2 separate regions of the Mus musculus genome follow, and region 2 is linked to region 1. Evidence: chromatin contacts called from public promoter capture Hi-C data. All regions are on one chromosome and are shown on one strand. The core of a region is the stretch at or near the end of the contact, and the rest is flanking DNA. Distances in the headings are between cores, read along the strand shown.

Region 1 (7,200 bases), core at 2,085-4,584:
CTGGACCCAAGGGGTTGGAACAGTCATATTTGTCTCACTTTTTCTCAGGACACAACTAGTAAGTTAGATTCTAGCAGTGGCATGATGACTCTGTCACATATCCAATGTAGATTCCCAAGCGATCCAATCATGCCATTTCTCATATAAGGCTATTAGGGCTTGGAGTGGTGGGGAAACACCAGTCTTGTCTTTTGCCACACATTTTATTCTTTGAAGTTTGTTTACACTGAAGGTTATATTGGAACACAAAAATATAACACTTCTAACCTGGGAAATGTGAAGATTATCAGTTATTTTCTATTGTGGCCCACAAATAGAAACTATGTCTAATTTCTTCCCTTGTTGCTTTCAGGCACTCCAGTCAGTTAAGGTTATTTATTCAGGGTCAAATGCAATACTCAAAGAAAACAAAGATCTTCAAGTATTTATTTTATCTCTCTAAACTTCAGCGGATTCAAGGTTAAGTGTTCAGGTGAAAGAGAGACTTTAGTGCTCTACTGAACAACATAGTTTGCCAATCAGTCCGCTGAAGTCCAAGAGAAACTTGAGACGCCTTAGCACCCACATTCCAATTCTAATTAATTAGTACTACTTGTAGCATATGATAATTTCCAATAATACTTCTCTGGATGTCACAATCAATTTTATGAGCAGACTTTACATTTCAGAGAGCACAGAAAGATTATCAAAGTTGTTTACATTTATTGACATATACAGTGTAGATATACTGAAATGGCTGAACCATAATGTTCAATTTTTTTTTTTTTTTACCTAAGACAGTGGTTTGCAACCTTCCTAATGCTGCCATCCTTTAAAACATTTCCTCATGTGGTGGTGATTCCAATCATAAAATTATTTTGTTGCTACTTCACGGCTGTAATTTTGCAACTGTGATGAATTGTAATATAAATATCTGATATGCAGAATCTGATATGCAATCCCCAAAGGTGATGCAACCCACGGGCTGAGAACCACTGTAAAGACCACTGTACTTTGTGAAACAGGCAATTAGACTATAAAATGATGGAGTTAATTAGGGGGTGCTATACTAGAACAGATATGTTAAGAACAAAAAGGAAAATGAAACAATTTCCTTCCTATAATAGAGAGATCAGTCTACACAGCATGTAAAACCTAAAGGAAGAAGAGCATGAGAAAATTCTTTTGGGAAAGGAGATAAATGGAGCAGGAAATAGAGCTGTCTTGGAAAAGCAGCAGTTGAAGAGGAAGGCAAAATGGTATATGGACTATATATAACTCAGTTATATGGACATATCAACATACAGTAGTTTTCTGAGATCAATACTTATACGTGTTTGTAGCATGATATCATATAGTAACTTCTCTGTGTTAATATGTATGTGTGTGTGTTTGTATTTATTTGATGTATGTGTTCATATCTGTATGCAAGAAAGCACACGGCCCTGTGTTTACCTATCAAGATTAGATGGTTTTTGTAATACTCCACCACATTTTTTTTTGAGACAGGGTCTCTCTCTCTTTTTTTTTAAATTAGATATTTTCTTCATTTACTTTTCAAATGTTATCCCAAAAGTCCCCTATAGCCTACCCCCGCCCTGCTCCCCTACCCACTCACTCCCACTTCTTGACCCTGGCATTCCCCTGTACTGGAGCATATAAGGTTTGCAAGACCAAGGGCCCTCTCTTCCCAATGATGGCTGACTCGGCCATCTTCTGCTACATATGCAGCTAGAGACACAAGCTCTGGGGGTACTGATTAGTTCATATTGTTGTTCCAACTATAGGGTTGCAGACCCCTTCAGCTCCTTGGGTAATTTCTCTAGCTCCTCCATTAGGGGCCCTGTGTTCCATCCTATAGATGACTGAGCACACCAGACACTCACCAATTCAGCTAGATTTACTAGTCACCAATCCTTAGTGACTCTCCTCTTTCCACCTCCCCAGCTCAGGTCTTGCAGGCATTCATTGTCATGGCTGGCTTTTTCAAGTTAGCTTCCCCAAATCTTCATGATAAACATTATCACAGAAGATTCTTTTAATCATAAAGATATCAACATTCATTTGGCAGTATTCTTGGAATTCTCATTAGCAACATGAGAATATTTTTTTCATAGACTGTTCTATAGTGAAAAATGAGCATTTACTTATATCATCTTGAAAGAGAAGATACAGCCTGCTTTTGACCTGGGTGAGACGGGCTAATAAGTTCTGACCATCTTCTTTCCTCTCTCCTAAAAAGCCAGCTTCTCTTTGCCTCAGTTTGCTTTGCTGTATCAAAGGGAGAAAAATGATTTATTCTATGGTCAAAAACAAAACAGCCAGGCCCTGACCTCAACATGAGTGCAGAGGACTTGCCAAGTATAATGTTGAGCTGTTACTTAGAGCCTTTTTTATTTATTTTTTCTTGAATTTATCTGTAGCAGACAAACAAATGATATAATCTTGAGGAAGCTTTCAAAATGTCCCTGAGGGCTGCCTTAGAAAAATCCAAATCTCTGTTGAATTCAAGAAGGAAAGCAATTTCTGTGTACGGAAAAGATGGGGAGGGTAGAGCTATGTGTTGACCACTGTGGAGCTGTTTAAGGGGATCTGTGGACAATCAGTTTTCCTGAGGTACAATCTAGGTGGTATTTGATGGATGATATCTATTGATGTAGCTGTGTCATTTGTAGGGAAGCAAGCCAAAGTACTATTAACTTATGAGTCTAAAGAAAAAATAGGCAGGGAAAATACAAAGCATCAGTAAGCTTTCTACTTCTCAAGTCTACATGGACTTGATGTCAAAATGGAGATGGCATTTGTCCTGGGAATGACTTGAAATAATTTAAAAATAATATTCAGTGATTAATACCTCATAAGTTCTGTCATTCGTGTTCTTTCCTGTTCTTATATGATATAATGTTCTATGCATTATACTTTATCCCAAAGGATCCCTGACTGGTTTAAAATCACAGCATCAACCCAGGTCTCCTGGTTGAACAATGTGTTCAGAATGACAGAATTACAACATCCTTGGCAGACCCATGCATAATTTTCTAAGTGTCTCCATTGCAAAAAAAAAAAAAAAGAGCTTATATATAATTCTTAATAATGGAAAAAAATCACTCCCTTAAGTTGAATGTCCATCAAATTGATGGAGTGGGAGATACAGCAATGCTGATTAAGAGCACTGATTTTGTGTAAAATGGGAAGAGAGGTCAACATTCTGCTCCCAGGGGGATGCATTTGTGAAGGTTTGTGTAGAGGAAATAGAGGCACTGTGTTTGGACATGTCAGTGACTTATAATGCTCTACCCTGTGTTCTAGTTAAAGTGGAAGAGCTGGAAGAACATATGCATTCATTACTCTTGTGCTGAGTCAACTGCTCCAGGCCTGCCAAGCCTGTACAGCAGTCTCTGTCTCTGTACTTGCTACCACTTGTATTCAAGCTCTCTGTATGAATTTTTGTTCCATTACTCATCATGCACACTTTTAAAAGTATTTTTTATTATTTTAATTATATGAAGCTGTGTGTGTCTGCATGTGGGTATGTGCATGTGACTATAGGCACCCACAGAGGACAGAATTGTCTGGTTCTCTGGAGCTGGAGTTACACATGGCTGTGAGCAACCTGATGTGGTGCTGGGAACAGATCTCTGGTCCTCTGAAAGAACAGCAAGAACTATTTATTAGCCAAAAAGTCATCTTCCCAACACACTCCCTGAGCTAGTCATCATTTTTACTTGTTTTTAGGGAGAAAAAAATTAGTCTGTGTAGCTTTTGAAGCATATCTGTTATAATCAATGTCACTTGGAATTCAGAATTTGTGATAATTTGGGCACCACACAGTTCTTTTTAAAAATGTCCTTTTAGGCATGGTATATTGTCAAATGTTTTAATTCCTGCAATCAAAAGGTACTGGCAGGGAGTCTATATGAGTTTAAGGCCAGCCAAGGCTTCATAGCAAGATATTGTCTAAAAAGAAAAATAGTTTTTTTTTATTTAATATAATTTTAAGAAACAGTATAGGTTTTGTTTGATTTGGGGATATGGAAAAAGGCTGCTTAGAAGTGCTACCCACTAAGCATGCTATGTGACATCATTTAAATGTTTTTTATATAGAATGAGGTGTTAATGATGGGTTGGTTTTAAAAAGTAGGAAGATGTGAAGTTTACTACTAAGTAAGGATAGTACTGTATATTTCAATCTTCAGTCAACAAGCAAATTGCAAGCTCATGATTAACTGCTAATTACCCCCAAAATGAGAAGAGAGGAATTAGGAACTGAGCCAAACTCCTCTCTCCTTTTCTATTTCTGAGGAATTGCAGCTGTTCAGAGAGCAGTAATACATCCCTCCCTCTTCCTCTCCCTCCCTTCCTTCTCCTTCTCTCCCTCTTTTTCCTTTCCATTCTCCTCCACTTATGTTCTCCCTTTGCATGGACTCATCTTAGAGAGCAGTGGATCCTAAAAACTTTTTCTGCAGATAACCAGTGGAAAATGGTATCCTTTTTATGTCATGTGAGTTTACTACTACCTATATGCTTAACAAATTAGCAAAACATCATAGGCTCATAACAACATACTTTATCCCACAGTGTCATTAGACTAGGGTCTTCCTCAAAGCCATGGTCAAAGAGTCGTTGGAGCTGCTGCCATCTCAGGACTCAGCAAGGAACAGCTCACAACCAGGCAGTAGGCTTTAAAAGGCCCAAAGTGGCAGCTGCAAGTGGATGCTGTGATGAATTGTAACTTGATCTCAGAAGTGACATCCCATCACTTCTGGAATAGTTTACTTGTTAGAAGGTAGACAGTCAGTCCTGCCCATACTCTAGGGGAGGGAGTGACATTTGGATTTATACACTAAGAAGCAGAATGCATCCGAGTCATCTGTGACATGTCTTACCTATCATACTTTGTGTTTCTTTTGGGAAAAAATCTCACTATGTAGCCAAATCAGGCCTCTAGCTTACAATCCTGTTGTTTTAACGTTCAAAGTGTCCTGATCACTGGTGTGCACATGAACATATGCATTGTTCTCCAAGTGTAGAGACATTTGGATAAAACTCTTATTTTCAAGTATAATTTTAGTCTAGAAAGAGATCTGCAACTTTCTGCTCAGTTTTAGGGTTGCAAATGTGAGAGGTGCTAGCTTGCTTAGGAGCTCCAGTCACACCAGGCACTCTTCAACCCAGGCTGAATTTCTATTTTCTCTAATTCATTTGTCTGGATTGATATTCCACCATTAACTATGCTCTTTTGTTTAATCTTGACATTCTGTATTTTATAAAAGTGAGTCTTTTCTTTTTTGACGAATGAGAGTATTTTACATCACAGTTTGCCATTGAATTCTTAGCCTCTGCTCATCTTTCAAACACAGTTGATTTTACTTATCAGGGCAAAGATTTATCAGCTACTCATTTATTAGCAACTGACTGCAATGGATTACATGCCAACTTCTCCAGTATTTTGTTGGCAAAGGGAAATTTGAAAGAAGGGTAAATTTAGGGTTGGAGGAATGGTTCAGCATTTAAGAACACTTGGACTAGCAGAGGACTCAGCACCCATGTGACCACTCCCTATTATTATTTGTCACTTCGGGCGATAAGATCTGTTCTTTAACCTTTGCAGGATGTGAGCATACACACATGCAGGTGAGCTTGCATGCATGTATATGGCCGTACATACATTCAGGTACATATACATACATGCAGGCAAAACACTCATGCTCATAAAATAAGAATAGACAAAAAAAAACTTTCTAAAAAAGGAGGGTAGGGGGGCTGGTGAGATGGCTCAGTGGGTAAGAGCACCCGACTGCTCTTCCAAAGGTCCGAAGTTCAAATCCCAGCAACCACATGGTGGCTCACAACCACCAGTAATGAGATCTGATGCCCTCTTCTGGTGCATCTGAAGACAGCTACCGTGTACTTACATATAATAAATAAATAAATAAATAAATAAATAAATAAATAAATCTTTAAAAATAATAATAATTTTTAAAAAGGAGGGTAAAACTTAATTTACCATCAAAGAATGAGACGGCTATGCTAAGGTAGATGTCTATCAAAGGATATATAAACTATCAATACCAGTATGATCTAAGTCAGTTTTTCTTTTTTTTTCTTTTTGGTAATTTAATTGAAAATATTATTACATTTATTTATTCTCTCTCTCTCTCTCTCTCTCTCTCTCTCTGTGTGTGTGTGTGTGTGTGTGTGTGTGTGTGTGTGTGTGTGTGTATGTTTGCATGTGTTTAGGTCAGAAGACAATTTGACAGAATCAGTTTGATTCTTCTACCATATGGGTTCTGGGAATGAAACTTAGGCTCTCAGATTTGGAGGTAAGTACCTTTAACCCCTAAACCATCTCACTGGCCCTTATTTTATTTTTGAATTAGTCTTCCAATCAACAAATTTCCTTATAGTGTTTTCATACATACTTAGCTGTCTTTGGTCCTCCCTTCAACCATTCCTTTACTCTCCTAATGAGCCCCTTAAGCTGTGTTTTGGGGGGGTTGTAGTGGGAAATCCTAGGTATGCTAGCTTTTCTTTCTTTTTCTATATTTCTTCTAACAGTACATTGTTGCTGTTCTGCAAATAAAAGTTTCATACTTTTGAAGCCATTGCTAGGATTAAAGAAATCTCACCTTGCTAATATATGTTTGGCAGAAAGACAAAACCAGGTGGATTTCTTTCCTTTGGCACACTGATAATGATTTTAATGAGAGTTTTTTTTCTATCCCAAAGAGCAACATACCAAGCATATTGGCAGGGGTGTCAAGTGTCTTTGCAGTTATAGATAAGCAGCAATTGGAAAACAGTACATGACATTCTAATCTCATCTATGATATGGCCAGATTACACAGTACTACAGAAAGCTGAAAATGATATTTCTTCTCAAACACAGGCCTGTGTAGATGTGACCTTCCTTTCTCCTCCATTCACCTTCTACTCCCTTCCCTTCCTTTCCCATCCTCTAGTCCCCTCTCTTCTCTTCTCCCCTCCTCTCCCTTCTACCCTCCTTTTTTTCTTTGTTCCTTTTTGTTATTCTACAGAACATGAATTTCTAGACCTTTAGCTAATGAGAAGGTGATAAGTATAGGAAAAAAACAAAACAAATGTTTTCCCTTCTTTACACATTTTTGCTAACAAACTTATTGTGATATAACACAGATGAGTCACACATTTGAAGTGAACAACTTACTGATTTATAGTATATTTATATGGTATATTTATAGA
Region 2 (7,200 bases), core at 3,147-5,646, 190 kb before region 1:
CTTTAATCCCAGCACTCGGGAGACAGAGGCAGGCGGATTTCTGAGTTCGAGGCCAGCCTGGTCTACAGAGTGAGTTCCAGGATAGCCAGGGCTATACAGAGAAACCCTGTCTCAAAAAAAAACAAAAAACAAAAACAAAAACAAAAACAAAAAACAAACAAACAAAAAAAGAAACAGCTTCAGAAATTATATAGAAAAAAATTAAAACATCAAATATTGTCAAACTACTCTATATCCACCATCTTGCAATAGAAGATAGAGATATTAGCTTCACTTTAACAATGTCCCCTGTTGCTCTTGTTCTCTTGTGTAGCCTCACTTGTCTATTGCACTCGTGCGTGCGTGTGTGTGTGTGTGTGTGTGTGTGTGTGGCGGGAGGGGGTGTTTGCATGTAATATATACATTATAGTGTGTGTATGTACTCATGTAATATGCATTATATTTATAGAAGCCAGAAGTCAATCTTGGGGTCATTCATCAAAAAGGAGTTTCTTCTTTTTTTTTTTATCACTTTCAAAGGAATCGGGGACCCCTTTGGTTAAATTAGGCTGGTTGGCCTGTATCTCCCCAGGGATCTGCCTGTCTTTTCCTACCTACATCCCTGTGATTATAAATGTGTGCAACCAGCATAGACTCTATACCAGATTGCTGGCATCAAACTCAGATCCTCAAGTTTGCATGAAAGCACTTTATCAGCTGAACTATCTCTCTAGTTCTAACACTGGACTCTCTTAATGGTTAAATCATTCCTTTAAGCATATGAGCTTTAAGACAGAGCATCTTCCTAACACTTCTCTAGGGCACTTTATCTCCTATTCAGTTTAACAAATTATAATACACGGTTGGCATCAAATTACTAATTAATATAAGAGTCATGCTGTTTAATAGCATGCTACAGTCTGGGCCTAACCAGAAAGTTATATAAAATCAGAAACTCTACTACCATATATTATTCAAAATGTACTGAGTCAATGAATGAACTGCTTCCCTTAATGGATGGATGGATGGATGGATGGATGGATGGATGGATGGATGGATGGATGGGTGGATGGGTGGGTGGGTGGAGATGTGGGGGTTTCATTATGAGGATACATATCTGAAAAACTGAAGTGAGTTTTATTACACTTAGACTCACACAACCTTAAACAGAAATCATTAAAGTTCTGATAGGTCAATCTGAAAAAAGTTTTCACTGTTAGGCATCAAAAATGCGGGACTATAACTAGCCTACAAAAATTTTACCTACAAAAATACAACCTCAATCCCCATTTTTCCAAATCCATAAGCAAATAAATGAACACAGTTGCACCAGTCTTATAGTTTAAGAAACCCTTAGACTACAGTGATTGAACTAATTGTTTTAAGGAGTTTCCCTCAATTCTCCAGCTGTCTTTTCCTTTGCTGTCTTTTGAACTGCAATGATTCTTTTTTCTTTCTGCAAGTCATGGATACTTCTAAGAAACTAACAAAAGGAAGAAAAGCCAGAAAAATAAACATATACCCCTTTTTTTTATTTAAGGAGTTTTGAGCCCCTAATAATACAATAACCCAGACAAATAACTTATATTGCCATAAGGCTGTTTTATAATCACATACAACTCCTTTACACACATTCAAAATTTGGAATTATCACAGTGAAGCATAATACATAGCATTAATATTTTTAAAATTTAGTCTAAGGGGGCTGGAGAGATGGCTCAGTGGTTAAGAGACTGCTCTTCCAGAGGTCCTGAGTTCAATTCCCAGCAACCATATGGTGGGTCACAATCATCTGTAATGGGATACAATGCCACCTTCTGGTGTGTCTGAAGACAGTGACAGTGTACTCACATACATCAAATAAATAAATAAATAAATAAATAAATAAATAAATAAATAAATCTTCTAAAAGGTCTTATCATACTTTCAAAACTTTAAGAATCCCAAGTTTACCAAAACTTGTTATTTGATCAAACTCTTTGCATTAAAATGAGTCATATTCAATTCCTGTTTTTATTAGCTGTGACACATTGGCTTCAGGAAATCACATAAAGCTCAAAAGTTATAGATGAGTAGAAAAAAAGAAACTCATGTTGGTATTGCGCTCTGGGTTCCAGTACTTGATTTGTTGTATCAAGCTGGGATAACTACAGAACAGTGAAGTTAGTTAGCTAGGAACTGAAAGTGATACTATCTCATAATCACCTAGTTACCTTGTCAAATCAACTAAAACATAAAAGATGAAATAGGACGAATAGCCAAAGAGTAAATGTTATTACTACTAGAGATAAATGCTTTTCCTTTACTATATTGAAAATTGGGAGATTCTTGCTAAATGTATAAAACTATTTATGGAAACTATTCCTTAACTTTTATTTTTAAACTTTTTACTACAGTTTATACTGGGCTAAGTAAGGGGAGAGGGAAAACAGAAGTAGGCTCACTCTCTTACCACAAACTAGTACATTTCAAAGTCACATTATCAAAACTTTTGACTGCTTGGCTGAGGCAGTGACTCGTGCACTCAGGAGACCCACGGAGGAGGCTCTTTGTGAGTTCAAGGTCAGCCTGGTCTACATAGCATGGTCCTGAACAGCCAGGACTTCATAGAGATACCCTATCTCAAAAAGAAAAGAAACAAATTGAAATACATTCAACTCGAACAATAAACTCAGAACTGTTTTTCTTGAATCCAGGATGGTGTGAGCCCTCATCACTGTGATAAATATTGCAGACAAGTCAAAAGAACTGTGACTCAGTTTCTTTATTTGTAAGTGCTTGGGGTAATAGGACACATTAGGGAAGTGATTTCTAGATTTGTCTCAGGTTTTGATGAGATTTTAAAGTTGAAAGATTACTTTAGCCCAAGTCCGTTCGCACATAATGGAAGATTTCATATGTCCTAATATTTGAGCCCTGTTTTCCCGTATGGACGGTCCATAATAGGAAAGTAAACCGGAGCCAGAAGAGAAGTGCAAGTCCAGACCAAGTGGCCAGATGCCACAGGAAATGGTTTGAGTTGCATGTCACAGTCTCACCCTCTCTTCTACTATAATCAAGTTGTTGTTTACAACTGAAATGTAGACGAGCGACATGGACTTGTACTTGGGATGTGGAGTAGGATTCTACTGTTCAAAAGGCTCAGGAGAGGCTCAAAAGTTTGCCTGCTGAATCTCTGCAGGAAACTCCTTTCTCCTCATGCCACTGAAATTAGAAAGTTTACCAAAAGAGGAACCCTTTTAACTGATGAGTTGAAGAAACCCCAGTATTTCCCAACCCAATACCAGGCCCCATCGATTTCTGGCCTCAGCAGGAAATGAGCTACTACTGGACCACACTGTCAGGACTGTGAGACAAGTATGGGGAACATAACTGCTTCTGAGCATTCTCAACCAAGTGGAAATGCTGTGCTGGGATGCAGGGGGGGGGGGGGGGTTGGCGGGGTTACCCAGCCTCCAACTCCTCCCACGCTCCCCCCAAGTCCCAGACTTCCAAAGAAATGTTTCTTGGGTGAGCACATGGGGGGTGGGGGGAACAAACGCACGCAGGCGCCTCTTTCTCCGATTTCTGGCAAAGTCGAAGGAGCTAGGAACCTATGTGGTGCTTGTCTTGATTTCCTTAGCTATGAGTGGGCTCCGATGCGCTCGAAACGGAGAGGAGGGAGGCTCCCCTGCCCGGGACCCCAAGTGTTAAGGGACCAAACAGCAACTGACAAGAGGTGGGAGGGAAATGGAATCCCGCAAAGAAGGTTCGCGCCCACAAGTTAGACAAACAGCCCTACCCCAGTACTCTAGGACGCGACGCAGGGTGTCCCCAAGTTGGGGTGGGGCCTTTCTCCTCCGCAAGCTGACCCGAGAGAGAAGGCCGGATAAAGTGGAGAAGGGGTGCTCTTCCGCCCCCACGCCGTCTCCGTTCCCTGAGTTGTGCGGCGAGATCACGGCTGCTGCCGGGAGGGGAGGGCCGGCTCCCAGGCGTGTTCCTGGGCAGGACGATCCGGGGATCTCGGGTCTCCGAGACCAGCGGGGCTTGCGGGAAGACTTACCAGTTTGGGTTTGTTTCTCGTCTCCTCTTCGTTGGCGGCCCGGTTCCCCGCGCCTCGCTTGTTGCTCCGGCCCCCGCCGTGTTCCTCGCCGCCACCGCCGCCGCCTCCGGCTCCCGACGCCGCCGCCCCGAGCTCCTCCATCTTTCTCTGGCCCTGTCACCTGCCGCCCAGAAACCCCAAGTCTCCTCAAGGGCAAACACCCCTCGGAGCGCTAAGAATGTCCCGCGTCCACGGACAGAGAGGGTTGCCCGCCAAGCGCCGCTCCCAGGCCACCGGGTCTCCCCAAGCCCAGGCAACCCCGACGCAAACCACGCCGGTGCCACCACTCAGCGCTGGGGCAAGCCCTGCCCCTAAGCAGCTGCAATCACCGCGGTCGCCTCCGCCCTCGGGGCGGCGTTTAGGGTGGAGGAAAAGTAGGTGCCTATCTCTTTAAGACGGCCTCGACACACGTGATTCATCAAAGTGCCCGCTGTCGGTCGCCCGGGCGGGCTCCGAAAGCCGCTTCCTACTCGTGGAGCTGAGCCGCCTGGGCTAAGACTGGAGCCTACCAGAGGACATTCTACTGTGGTTAAGCACTGATTTCACTTCCTAGTTGTCTAGCACCAAAAGGAAGGGAACTAGTCTAGACGGGTAAAAAGAGAGAGAGAGAGAGAGAGAGAGAGAGAGAGAGAGAGAGAGAGAGAGAGAGAGAGAGAGAGAGAACCCATTTTAGAGATAGGGAAACTGAGTGAGGAGGATTCTTGTGAGCATTTTACTGGCTAGGCCACAAGTATCAGCTTTCACTAGTGTTGGTCACCCCTACCCTCCCTAGGCAGAAGGCCCTCAGGGGATGTGCTCTTGCTTCATTCTGTGGGCAGGTTTAATTAGCAAGGCAACTGGCAAAGTATAAGAAAACCACCATAGGGAGTTCTGATTAATTGCCTAGACAGATTGTATGGGCCAAAGTGGAAAGAGTGGGTGCCTCTTGCCACAATTGCCTTGTGGCCCAAAAAAATACAATCATTGCTTCCTTTGCAGGCTGTTGGTTAAGGCCAACCTACCCCTACCATAGATAGCTTTTTAACCAAAGCACCTATTTAGAATTTACTATTGGACTGAATCCTATCTTCGATTTCCCAAGCTAGTTTAGGTTTAAGGTTATTGCAAAGAGTAGTACATAAGATTTTATGTGTTGAAACTTTGTTTAAAAGATAAATCTCTAGACAACTGATGTTTTTGTGTAATACCAGGGAGCAGCGTATACTCTTCTCTCAAGGCACCGCACCTAATATTTCATCCTCAGAAGGTAGATTTTCCCATTGTTTCCAAAGGAACCTTACAAAGGCGGGGTTTCAACAAACCAACAAACCATCACAGAATTAGAGACCAAGTGGTGGGGAAGCCACTTGTATTAGAAACTTAAACACCAAGTCTATAACCATGTCTATAACCCTACTAGTGACGAAGATAACTTTGGGCTGTGAGACCATTTGGCCTTCTCCAATTCAATTTGAAGTTATGCTGAAACAAACTTTTATCAGAATGAATGCAGTATGATAAATTTGGCCATCATGTGAGTGCAATGACATAAATAACTTGAATAATAGAGCAAAAGAATTGTAGATATCTCAAAAGCGCTCAAGTCTCAGCTTTTGTCTTTATCATTAAGTTTCTTTTTAATCCTGTGGACAGGCTGTCTACGTTACCAAAGTAGCCAATTACCCAAGGAAGGCAGCAGAGGAGTTCATGCTCTCAATACAAAGGACAGAAGCTCCGAGATACCTTTGCTTTCTTGAAGATCATACTTAACTACAAATTAGATGTGTATTTTCAATTTGACGCATTCCGCACATACACAACTGAATCTAAATTTCATTCCACCTAAAAAAGAGTAAAAACACAATAGGTTTTACAGAAAGATACTGAATGGTATTCCAACACCTACACGTACTTCCTGTAGAAGAAATGTGGGTATAGGTCAAAGTGAGGGTCTTGGAGTTGGAAGGCTAAAGCTGACCTCATGTCTGTCCCTTAGGCTATTGGAAGAAACAGGCTGAAAGAACTGCATCATGGGACAAAAACTACGTGAACAGGAAACTCCCAGAGTACCTATGTCAGAAGCTCAAGAGCGCCTTCCCTCAGAAGACAAGGTTTGAGCTGTTAAAGTTCTGCTGAAAGCCTTGAAGGACCAACGAAGTACTACAAATGTAGCTTATTGTCATAGAGTTCTCCAACTATTGGGGAAGATATTTTTTTTAATGTATTGACCAATTTCAAAACAGGCACAGAAAGCATTCTAGGCAGGCAAAGGGACTGAAGATAGATTTTTGCAGAAACCCTATAATTTAAGAAAACAAAGGTGGGGGATTGTTGCAAGGCAATGCAGCAGAGCATACTGGCCCACTGGGCAAGCAGAGGCAGGCAGATCTCTATTTGAGGCCAGCCTAGTCTGCATAGCAAGGTCCAGGCTAGCCAAGGTTACATAGTGAGACATTGTCTCAAAAATAAATAAATAAATATATATATATATATACATATACATATGAAACAAGATCAATACCTACCAATTGTGGCCATCTCAGACCCTGGCTTAAGGCTTGCTGTTTATTTTTCAGCATTTTGCTCTAGCTAATGTGAAAAGCAAATTGTTAAGCAAATGTACAAACAGAATCACGAATCAGGGTCATTGGTCTCTCTTGGAAACTAACACACAAGGAAGAAAACAGCAGCCTCAGGCAAGAGTATTTTGTCCCTTAACCTAACATTTCACCAACTGCTGTCTTAGGGCTGATCTCACTTCACCTGCATTCCTGTGATTTTATTTTCCTTCTTGTCACACACACGTAGGCTTGTGGGGTGAAAAAAAAATGTCTTTTCTCTGGTGCTGAAGAAAGGAAGATATACCCATCAGCTAGACTATTAAAAGTATACATTAGACCCATTGGTTCCCCAGCCTCTTGCATCAAGTCCCACATCAGCTATTGGAGGAAAGAAAAGTATCTTTTTTCAGACTGACCTTAAGACATCCATTATCTTCATCTAAACAATCTGTCATTCATAGAAACATTAAAGGAAATACAAATTAGGGGGAAAATGAGAAAAAAAACAACTCCAAGGTCACAGCAAAATATTAATAAGTTAATGAATGACTAAAAGTAAACAAGTATTTGCTAAGCATATATTATATGGCTGATATCAAA

What was found. Promoter capture Hi-C pulls out the DNA fragments that hold promoters and counts their contacts.
Region 2: a contact with region 1 is called in a promoter capture Hi-C map of HPC-7-derived erythroid cells, with 2.9 times the contacts expected there. The contact joins the promoter of Diaph2 here to the enhancer-like site in region 1. A contact is called at or near these places in 5 of 39 promoter capture datasets (the 3T3-L1 cell line, 3T3-L1-derived adipocytes, HPC-7-derived erythroid cells and 1 more) and 1 of 484 Hi-C or Micro-C datasets (embryonic fibroblasts).

Annotation. Positions count from the first base shown.
Region 1 is chrX:129,553,280-129,560,479 of GRCm38.p6, reverse strand. No RefSeq gene overlaps it. Among named protein-coding and RNA genes, the nearest start is that of Diaph2, 190 kb to the left of the region's middle. Within about 2 kb of position 3,334, at least 2 of the 459 cell types and tissues checked have an H3K27ac peak or open chromatin away from gene starts, as enhancers often do.
Region 2 is chrX:129,746,938-129,754,137 of GRCm38.p6, reverse strand. Diaph2 (diaphanous related formin 2) reads right to left here and starts at 4,396. Exons shown (of 27, transcript NM_172493.2): 1 at 4,022-4,396. The coding sequence starts at 4,162.